2 separate regions of the Ovis aries genome follow, and region 1 is linked to region 2. The links are chromatin contacts, called in public Hi-C maps. All regions are on one chromosome and are shown on one strand. Each heading gives the region's core, a stretch centred on a gene start, on an enhancer-like site or on the middle of the called end of the contact. The rest is flanking DNA. Distances are from core to core; before and after follow the strand shown.

What was found. A called contact is a pair of places that touch in the nucleus more often than the background predicts.
Region 1: a Hi-C map of hypothalamus shows a contact between it and region 2, with 3 times the contacts expected there. The contact joins the promoter of MYC here to the enhancer-like site in region 2. A contact is called at or near these places in 2 of 16 Hi-C or Micro-C datasets (hypothalamus and muscle).

What each region holds. Positions count from the first base shown.
Region 1 is chr9:25,736,719-25,741,099 of ARS-UI_Ramb_v3.0, forward strand. It overlaps MYC (MYC proto-oncogene, bHLH transcription factor), which reads right to left and starts at 1,818. Exons shown (of 3, transcript NM_001009426.1): 1 at 1,620-1,818. LOC132657163 (a long non-coding RNA gene) reads left to right here and starts at 2,133. Exons shown (of 2, transcript XR_009594937.1): 1 at 2,133-4,205; 2 at 4,363-4,381.
Region 2 is chr9:23,931,810-23,936,085 of ARS-UI_Ramb_v3.0, forward strand. No RefSeq gene overlaps it. Among named protein-coding and RNA genes, the nearest start is that of GSDMC, 46 kb to the left of the region's middle. Within about 2 kb of position 1,517, at least 2 of the 54 cell types and tissues checked have an H3K27ac peak or open chromatin away from gene starts, as enhancers often do. A contact at or near this core is called in hypothalamus, where this site is marked.

The DNA.
Region 1 (4,381 bases), core at 568-3,067, 1.8 Mb after region 2:
CCAGAACCACTCCCCTTCCAGCGCGATCCCCAAATGAGGCTGATGGGAGGTGGGGAACGGACAAAAAAGGCACCCTTTTAGCCCGCTCTGAGTGACCCTCTACTATCTCAGACACACACTTGGCGAACCAGCTCCGCAGCGCCGCGGGGCTTTTCGGCTCTCCTCCGGGGAGCCTGGAGCGCGAAGCCCGGGAGTCTGCCCCGCGACCGCCCAGCAATCGAAATCAGCTTTGGCCTCCGTCACAGGCCCGGGTAGGCGGCGGCGGCGGTGGGGAATAGGATCTGCCAAACGCCGGGGCGCAAAGTTTTGCGCCACCTGAAGGAGGCGGCGAGAGACGCCGCGGCTGGAGCGGTTGCGCTCGGCCCCCTCCCGCTCCCGGGCCCCTAGCGCCGCGCCCGTTCCCACTCGCGCGCCCTCGTCTCGCTGTTTCCCCTGCCGGCGCCGCCGCCCCTCCCAGCCTCCCTTCTCCGCCTCCCGCATCCCTACCCCCAGCGCAACCCCCTTCTTTCCTTTGCGGGCTTTCCTTCTCTCTCCGGCTGGGGTGGCGAGCTCAGCTTCGAGCCTTTAGCCCTTCTCCACCCCCCCCCCCCCCACCCCCGACCCTCATAAATAAAAGGAGAGTGTTAAATAATAACAGAGACGTCTCCCTTCAACACTCAATACGGCGACGTAACTGCGCCAGAGACCCTGCTACGATTCCGCGCCCGTAGCCGGGCGTCTTCTCCCTCACCAGCCGAGGGTAGCAGCTGTTCTCGAAAAGCCCGGTGCCTCGCTCCTGGCCGTCCTCCGCATCTCAGGGGGCGTAGGGACACCCGCGCGGGGACCCCGGAGGCGGCCGGGGAGCCAAGGCTAGGTGCAGAGATTTTGCCCTCATCCCCCCCCACCGCCGAGTCAATAATTCCAGGAGACTCGGACACATCTTTGCCCCAGCTTCCTTTTCCCCGTCCCCGCGCCTTCCCAACACCGAATCCTAACCTCTCTGTAGACCAAAATCTTTAATTTTACTATCCTTTAAAAAAAAAGTCAAAGGCCAACTTCTAAAAGGAGCCGGGAGCGTTGGAGACGCCGAGGGGGTCGGCGGGCGGGACGCGCCGCAGTGTCTGTCTCTGGCTGTCAGAAATGCAGTAAGCCGAAATTTAAATGCCCTTTTCCAGACAGGAAAAAGTCAGCGGCTGCGGAGCTCTCTTCGCTCAAACATGCAATGTGTAATTCTTACTCCAAGGAGTTCAGGATGTAAAGGGTTTTCTGTCAACCGCGAAGCATACCCTTCTTCTCCCCGACAAAAGGCAAAAAAGCAATTAATGCAATAAAGCATGAATGTCCACCCGGCCGGGGTCAGCGTCCATCTAAGGCGAGCAAAAACCTCTAAAGGCTACTTTCAGAAAACGCACCCCCGGTTTCCCTCTGCCTTCCTCTCTCTTCCCATCTTGACAAGTCACTGTACCCCGACCCAGTTCTGGTTCCTCTCCACCCCACCCCGACCAGCCACAACTACTCTGAGAAAAGTGTCAATAGCGCAGGAATGGGAGAAAAGACACTCGATTCGGGCGTTCTGCTCATCGCGGCGTTAAGGCGGTAGCAAAAATAAATGAAAAAGGCCAATAGGTCCGGGTGCTCACCCGTATTTCCACTATCCGAAGGAAATCTAGCGTCCAAAAAGCGGCGAGGAGCGCCTTTCAGAGGCGCGGGTCGTGGGCTGCGGCGAGGGAAAGTGTCTCCCCAAAAAGGCAGAAGAGCTTCTCTGCGTCCGGGGAGTCTTGGTGTCGCTCGGGTGTTGTAAGTTCCAGTGGGCAAAGTTTCGCGGATGCGGCGCGGGTGGCGGACCGCTAGCAGGGGTCCGCGGGGAGGGTGGGGTGGGGGCCGGCCTGGCTGGAGGCGCAGAAGCCCCCCTTTGACTCCGGATCTCCCTTCCCCGGGCGCCCGGAGCGCGACTCCGCTCGCTAGGCTGGCTCGGCTCTTCCACCCTGGAGGGCCCGCCCGCTCGCTCCCTCTGCCTCTCGCTGGAATTACTACAGCGAGTCAGATAAAGCCCAGAAAAAACTGGCTTTTATACGAGAAGGTAAGGCCCCTCCTCTGTTCTTTTTCCCGCCAAGCCTCAGAGTAGCCCTGCCCTTCCAGGCAGTGGTGGAGCCAGGCGGCGGCCGCGGCGAGCCAGCCGCAGCGGTAGCCGCGAGATGCGCAGCCCGGGGGTCCTCCGCAGCGGAGACCCTCGCCTATAAAGGGCTGGTGGGCGGGGACTCACCAGAGAGGATCTTTGTCTCCCCCGCCCTCTGCTTTGGGAACCCGGGAGGGGCGCTGGTGGGGAGGGAGGGCGGGAGGGGAGGAGATTCAGCTCTTTGAGCCTGGCACTCCAGTGCGCCGAGCTCTCGGATGTAAACACGGTCAGAGCGCCGCATGAATTAACTGCGCGCGCCTACCATTTTCTTTTGCTCCCGCTCAAACCGTCTCTCTGCTGCTTGGTTCCTGTGGAGCAGCGCTGTGTTGGACAAACCGCATACTTGTCCTGTGTTCTTAAATCATCTGGGGGCAGAACCGCTCATCCCTAGATGCTGAGAATACACCGTGTACCCACGGCTGCGCCATGCACGTCCCGGGTGGACAGGCCGGGAAGGGGCAGCCTTTGGAAAATAACTCCTACGAAGAGAGGAGGAAAGAAGGGGTATTGATGGGCGTGCGCTCTGAGTGTGTGTGTGCTGGGGGGTTAAGTGTCGATGGGATACATGATCAAAGGTATGGGGAAGAAAAATGGTGCCTGGAATTACTAAAATAATTCAGCAACGCGCTGCCACGTATACTTGGAGAGCGCGGTATGAATAAACACCCATTGCATTTGTTGGGGGTGTTATGCATTCTGGGTGTGCGCAGCTTTCTCGACTGCGCACCTTCCACCCACAATGAATCCCCCGATTGCTGCCAAAGTCGCAGAGGACCCCCACTCCTGGCTCTGCCCGCGCAGACCTACACGGATCTCCGTGGGGGCCAGCGTTCCTCCTGCCCCTCCCCCCACCCAGTACGCGCTAATCCCTGAGATCTTTCTGCGGGTTCCAGAGCTGGAATAAGGGAGGAGCGCGCCTGCGGGTGCGCGCCGCGGGGGACCACCCCCGTCCCTCTAAACCCCCATCCCACCCCCGCGCCTCTCTCTCGGAGTTCCCAATTCCGCAGCCAGGTTTCAGAAGAGAGACGAATCCTCTTTGCGCCCCGTGGCGCCGGTTTGCACCACTCTGGGGCTCCCAGGTTTGGGGAAAAATAGAAGGCGCTAGACGGGAGGATACAGCCCGGGGGAGGGGGGCGCGAGCCTCAGGACCAGACTCCCCAGAAGAGGGAAGGGGGCGAGCCGGAGGATCCTGCCTGGGGAGTCTGCAGAGTCCCCGGTGAGGAAAACCGTTAACTCTTTCCTGCTAGGACAAACCGAACGTTGACTTCCTTTCTGGGTCTGCTTTTCTCTTTATCATTGGGCTCGAAATCACACACACACACACACACACACACACACACACACACACACACACACAATGCATCGATTCTCATCTAAGGAGAGGAGCCAAGTATTACTTCCGTTTCTTGGGGGGGGGGGGGGATGTGTGCTGGCAGTGTCTTGAGCCAATTAAAAATTGGCCGAATTTCAGGCATTGATTTCCTAGTTCACTGACTCTTAAATTTTTTCTGAATACCATAGTGAAGTGTGTATGTATAGTAGAATCCACGTACATCTGTATACTTTTCATGTTCACGTCAGCCTAGAATTTTGCCCAACACGACACATGATTTGTTCACTCCCTCAATGAATCTATATTTAATATATAATGCATATCCCCTCGGGATTTACTAGTTTGCATTATACAGAGGCGATCTATCCCAGCCCCAGTCCCTCATCCAAGGGCGTTATAACTTTTCCACGCCCCTTCCCCCTCCTTCCAAAAGTGAAAAAAATTTGGAACGGGGAGGGCTCGCCTATGTCATGCCTGTGTTTGAGATAAATTATTACCCGTTGAGTTTGCTGCTCGGCATTCGATTGTTAAAAGAGTAGTAACTTCCTCCAAATCAGGCACAAGGCACAAGTCGGTTTTAATGACTGCAAATTGCTCCAGCCTCCAGGTCTTTGCCGCAAACGCAAGTGACCAATCCCTAGCCAGAGTTTTGCCGCAAAGCGTCTTTCCCTGCCCCCTCCCAGAGCTGCACCCGCGCCCCAGGTTTCGAAAGTTAAAGTAAGTGTGCCCTCTACTGGCAGCCTAGGTCGCTGCGTCTGGATGCCAGCTGAGGGCGGGCTGGTCGGGTGGGGGCAGGGGCGTCCGGGAGCACCCGGCTGAGGAAGGGGCGGTTCCTTAAAATGAGTTTCCAGCCGCCGTTTTATGATTCCTTCAGGCCAACTGCAGAGAGGTGG
Region 2 (4,276 bases), core at 267-2,766:
AGATAGACCCTCTCTGCCACTCTGGTTCCACAGCTGAGTTTCTCAGGACATCACTGGGCCTCTCGGTTTCGGTCCCCTGTTCTCTGAAGTGGATACAAACATATATCATATATGTAATTGATTTACAATTTTGTGTTAGTTTTAGATGTACAGGAAAGTGACTCAGTTATATGTATATACATTTTTTTCAGATTATTTTCCTTCATGTTATTATAAACTGTTGAATATGGTTCCCTGTGCTATGCAGTAAATCCCTGTTGCTTATCTATTTTGTGTATAGTTTGTATCTGTTAATCCCATACTCATGACTTATCCCTCCCTGCTTCCCCCTTTGGTAACCATAAATTTGTTTTCTATGTCTGTGAGTTGGTTCTGTTTTATGTATAGATTCATATGTATGATTTTTTTGTACCCCCCATATGAATGACATTATATGTCTTTTTCTGTCTGACTTATTTCACTTAGTGTGATATTCTCTTAAGTTCATCAATGTTGCTGCAAATGGTAATATTTTATTCTTTATCATGGCTGGGTAATATTCCACTGTATATATTACTATGCATATATGTGTGTGTATATATGTATATATAAAATGAGTCATCTGTTGATGGGAAACCCAGTGTTCATAGCAGCACTATTTACAATAGCCAAGGTAGGGAAGTGGAGGTATTTATACAGACCTGGTAGCGTTCTTGGAAGTGAAATCCTCAAATTCTGGCAGGTATTCAGTGCTTAATAAATGATAGATATTATTAAGCCAAATCTTGCCAGTCCTTCCTGCCTGAACTTCCCCCTGGACCTAGTATTTATTGATCCTAATATTTATCTGGTTAGTTATTGACCATGTAGACCATGCAGTAATTTGTATCACCTTTCCTCACTACTTGCTTGGAACTACTATTGGAATCTTATGGACCCTTAGCTTTTTGAACACACCTAGCATCCTCCCTTTATTAACTGATGGCTCAGTGGTAAAGAATCTGCCTGCCCAGTAGGAGACACGGGTTTGATCCCTGGGTTGGGAAGATCCCCTGGAGAAGGAAATTGCAACCCTTTTTAGTCTCACCTGGGAAATCCCATGGACAGAGGAGCCTTGTGGGCTACAGTCCATGGGGTCGCAAAGAGTCAGACACGACTTAGGTGACTAAACAATAAGTAACCTCCTCACTGCGGTGGGATGTCCTTCGGGGAGACCCTCCACTTGACTACAGTTTGCCGAGCAATCCAGAGCCTCCTCTGTTCCGGGAGCCTCGTGCAGGGCTAGGGTTTTCCAGCGCCTCATTGCCTTTCCACAGCGGAACCTTGTGGGGCTGGCACAGCTGGAGCGTCTCGGTCCCCTCTCTCACAGCTGCAGCGTCTCGGTCCCCTTCTCTCACAGCTGCAGCGTCTCGGTCCCCTCTCTCACAGCTGCAACGTCTCGGTCCCCTCTCTCACAGCTGCAGCGTCTCGGCCCCCTCTCATGAGCTGCGTCTTGCTGCATCTCTAGCTTGGCACAGGGCATGCCCCCTGCCTGGCTGTGGGTTCTCCTGGCTGCCCCCGTCACCAGCTGTGAGGCTGGCGCCTGGCCCTGGGTCCAGAGCTGGGCCAGAGCAGATAAGCGCCTGTTCTTGGAACCAGCTCACGGATCGTCGGATGCCTCCTTCTCTTTTTCTCCTCTGTGAAAACAGGAGTCTTGCAACTCTGTTCCAGGAAACACTGCAACGGCCCTGGGTCCTGGACGTGGCCTCACCTGAGATAAGGCCTGGGGGTGGGCCCTCAGGAAGGAAAAGCCACAGCAGAAGAGAAGGTCTCATCAGTGGGAAGATTCTTCAGGTGGGGAAACAACCACCTCTGGCAACAACGGCCAGGAGCCTGGGCTGGGCGGGAGCCTGGGCTGCCCGGGGCCCGCGAAGACCAGGCTCGCCCCCGGAGGAGGGGCTGATGGCTCCTTTGCCATCCCAGGCATGTGCCTCTGGAGGGGTGTGGGGGCTCCTACACCCAAAACGGAAGCACCAGGGCCCGTGATGACAGCTCTCCAAGGCCTCAGCCATGGAGCTGGGTGGCTGGGGCTGCGGCGGCTGGCGCAGATGGGCCCTGGACAAAGTGTGATCCAGGTTCTCTGGATCTCACTTTCTTGCTTAAAAAATAAATGTGTCATGTCAGTGGTTTTAACATCTTCCGAAAAAAAAAAAAAAAGAATACTTTAAAGTTTTTCTTTAACAAAAAGGAATTGTATCCATATTCCAAGTGTGTAAGTCAGATGAAAAGAGAAGCTCTTTCCTGCCCTTCAGAGCTATTGTGTGGCGGGTACCCAAGGCGCATGTGTGTAAAACTGGCTTCCCCAGACAAGAGGGAATCTCCACGGGCTAGTCACTCTCAGCTGTCTCTTCTAGGTCTCCCAGGCCGCTTCGGTGATGCTCCCTGTCAACAGACCTAGCAGAGCAGTGCTTGTGTATAGGGACAAGGGTCAAAATATTTACCCATTATGACCCCGTCACAAACTGAATAGAAAGGATGCTCGTTAGTTAACTGGTTGGACGTCAGTCATGTTGTTTTTTTTTGGTGTTAGAATCATATGGGAGGTGTTTTCAAAATACATTCTTTGGGTCTCATTCAGATTCCTTTGAATAAAAATTTGGGGGGCTTTTATTGATATTTTAAATTTTTTTTTTTTTTTACTTAAATTTTTGTATTAAGTGTCGTTGATGTTTACAGTGTAATGACTCAGTTAGACATATACTCTTTCACACAAGCTTTTCCACTATGGTTTATCACAGGATATGATGTTGGATATAGTTCCCTGTGCTACACAGTAGGGCCTTGCTGTTTATCTGTCCTAGATATAATCGTTTGCATCTGCTAATCCCAAACTCCCAGTCCTTCTCCTCCCCACCCTCCCTTCCACTTGGCAACCGCAAGTCTGTTCTTTATGTCTGTGAGTCTGTTTCTATTTTATAGATATGTTCATTTCTGTCATATTTCAGATTCCACACATAAGTGATATCATATGGTGTTTGTCTCTTTCTTTATGACTTCAGGGAGTATGCCAATATGCCAATCTCTAGGTCCAGCCATGTTGCTGCAAGTGGCATTATTTCATTATTTTGGGGGGCTGACTATTATTCCATTGTATATATTGTTGTCGCTCAGTCGCTAAGTAGTGTCTGAGTCTTTACAGCTCCATGGATTGTACCACGCCAGGCTTCCCTGTCCTTCACTATCTCCTGGAGTTTGCTCAAATGCGTGTCCATTGAGTCAGTGATGCCATCTACCTATCTCGTCCTCTGTCACCCCCTTCTGCTCCTGCCTTCTATCTTTCCCAGCATCAGGGTCTTTTCTAGCGAGTCGGCTCTTCACATCAGGTGCTCCAGCTTCAGCATCAGTCCTTCCAATGAATATTCAGGGTTGATTTCCTTTAGAATTGACTGGTTTGATCTTCTTGCAGTCCAAGAGACTCTCAAGAGTCTTCTTCAGCGCCACAGTTCGAAAGCATCAATTTTTGGCACTCAGCATTTTTTATGGTCCATGACTACTGTAAACACCATAGCCTTGACTACATAAACATTTGTCAGCAAAGTGAGGTCTCTGCCTTTTTATATGCTGTCCAGGTTTGTCATAGCTTTTCTTCCAAGGAGCAAACATCTTTTAATTTCCTGACTGCAGTCATTGTCCACAGTGATTTTGGAGCCCAAGAAAAGAAAATCTGTCACTGTTTCCAGTTTTTATCCATCTATTTGTCATGAAGTGATGACCGGATGCCATAGTCTTTGTTTTTTGAATGTGGAGTTTTAAGCCAGGTTTTTCACTCTCTTTCACCCTCATCAAGAGGCTCTTTAGTTCCTCTTCACTTTCTGCCATTAGAATGATATTATCTGCATATCTGTATATATTAATACGCACTGAATCTTCTTTATTCATCTGTCGATGGGCATTTAGATGGTTTCCATATCTGGGTTATTGTAAATAGTGCTGCTGTGAACACAGGCGTGCATGTGTCTTTTTGAATTATAATTGTATTTGGATGTGTGGGGGGATTTGTTGTTGTACAGTTGCTCAGTTGTGTCTGAGTCTCTGCAACCTGACGGACTGCAGCATATCAGGCTTCCCTGTCCTTCACCATCTCCCGGATCTTGCTCAAACTCACGTCCATTGAGTTGGTGATGCCACCCAGCCATGTCCTCCTCTGTCGTCCCCTTCTCCTCCTGCCTTCAATCTTCCCAGCATCAGGGTCTTTGCCAATGAGTTGGCTTGCATTTTGAATAATATCCAGAAGAAATAGGTAAATCTACTCCCTCCC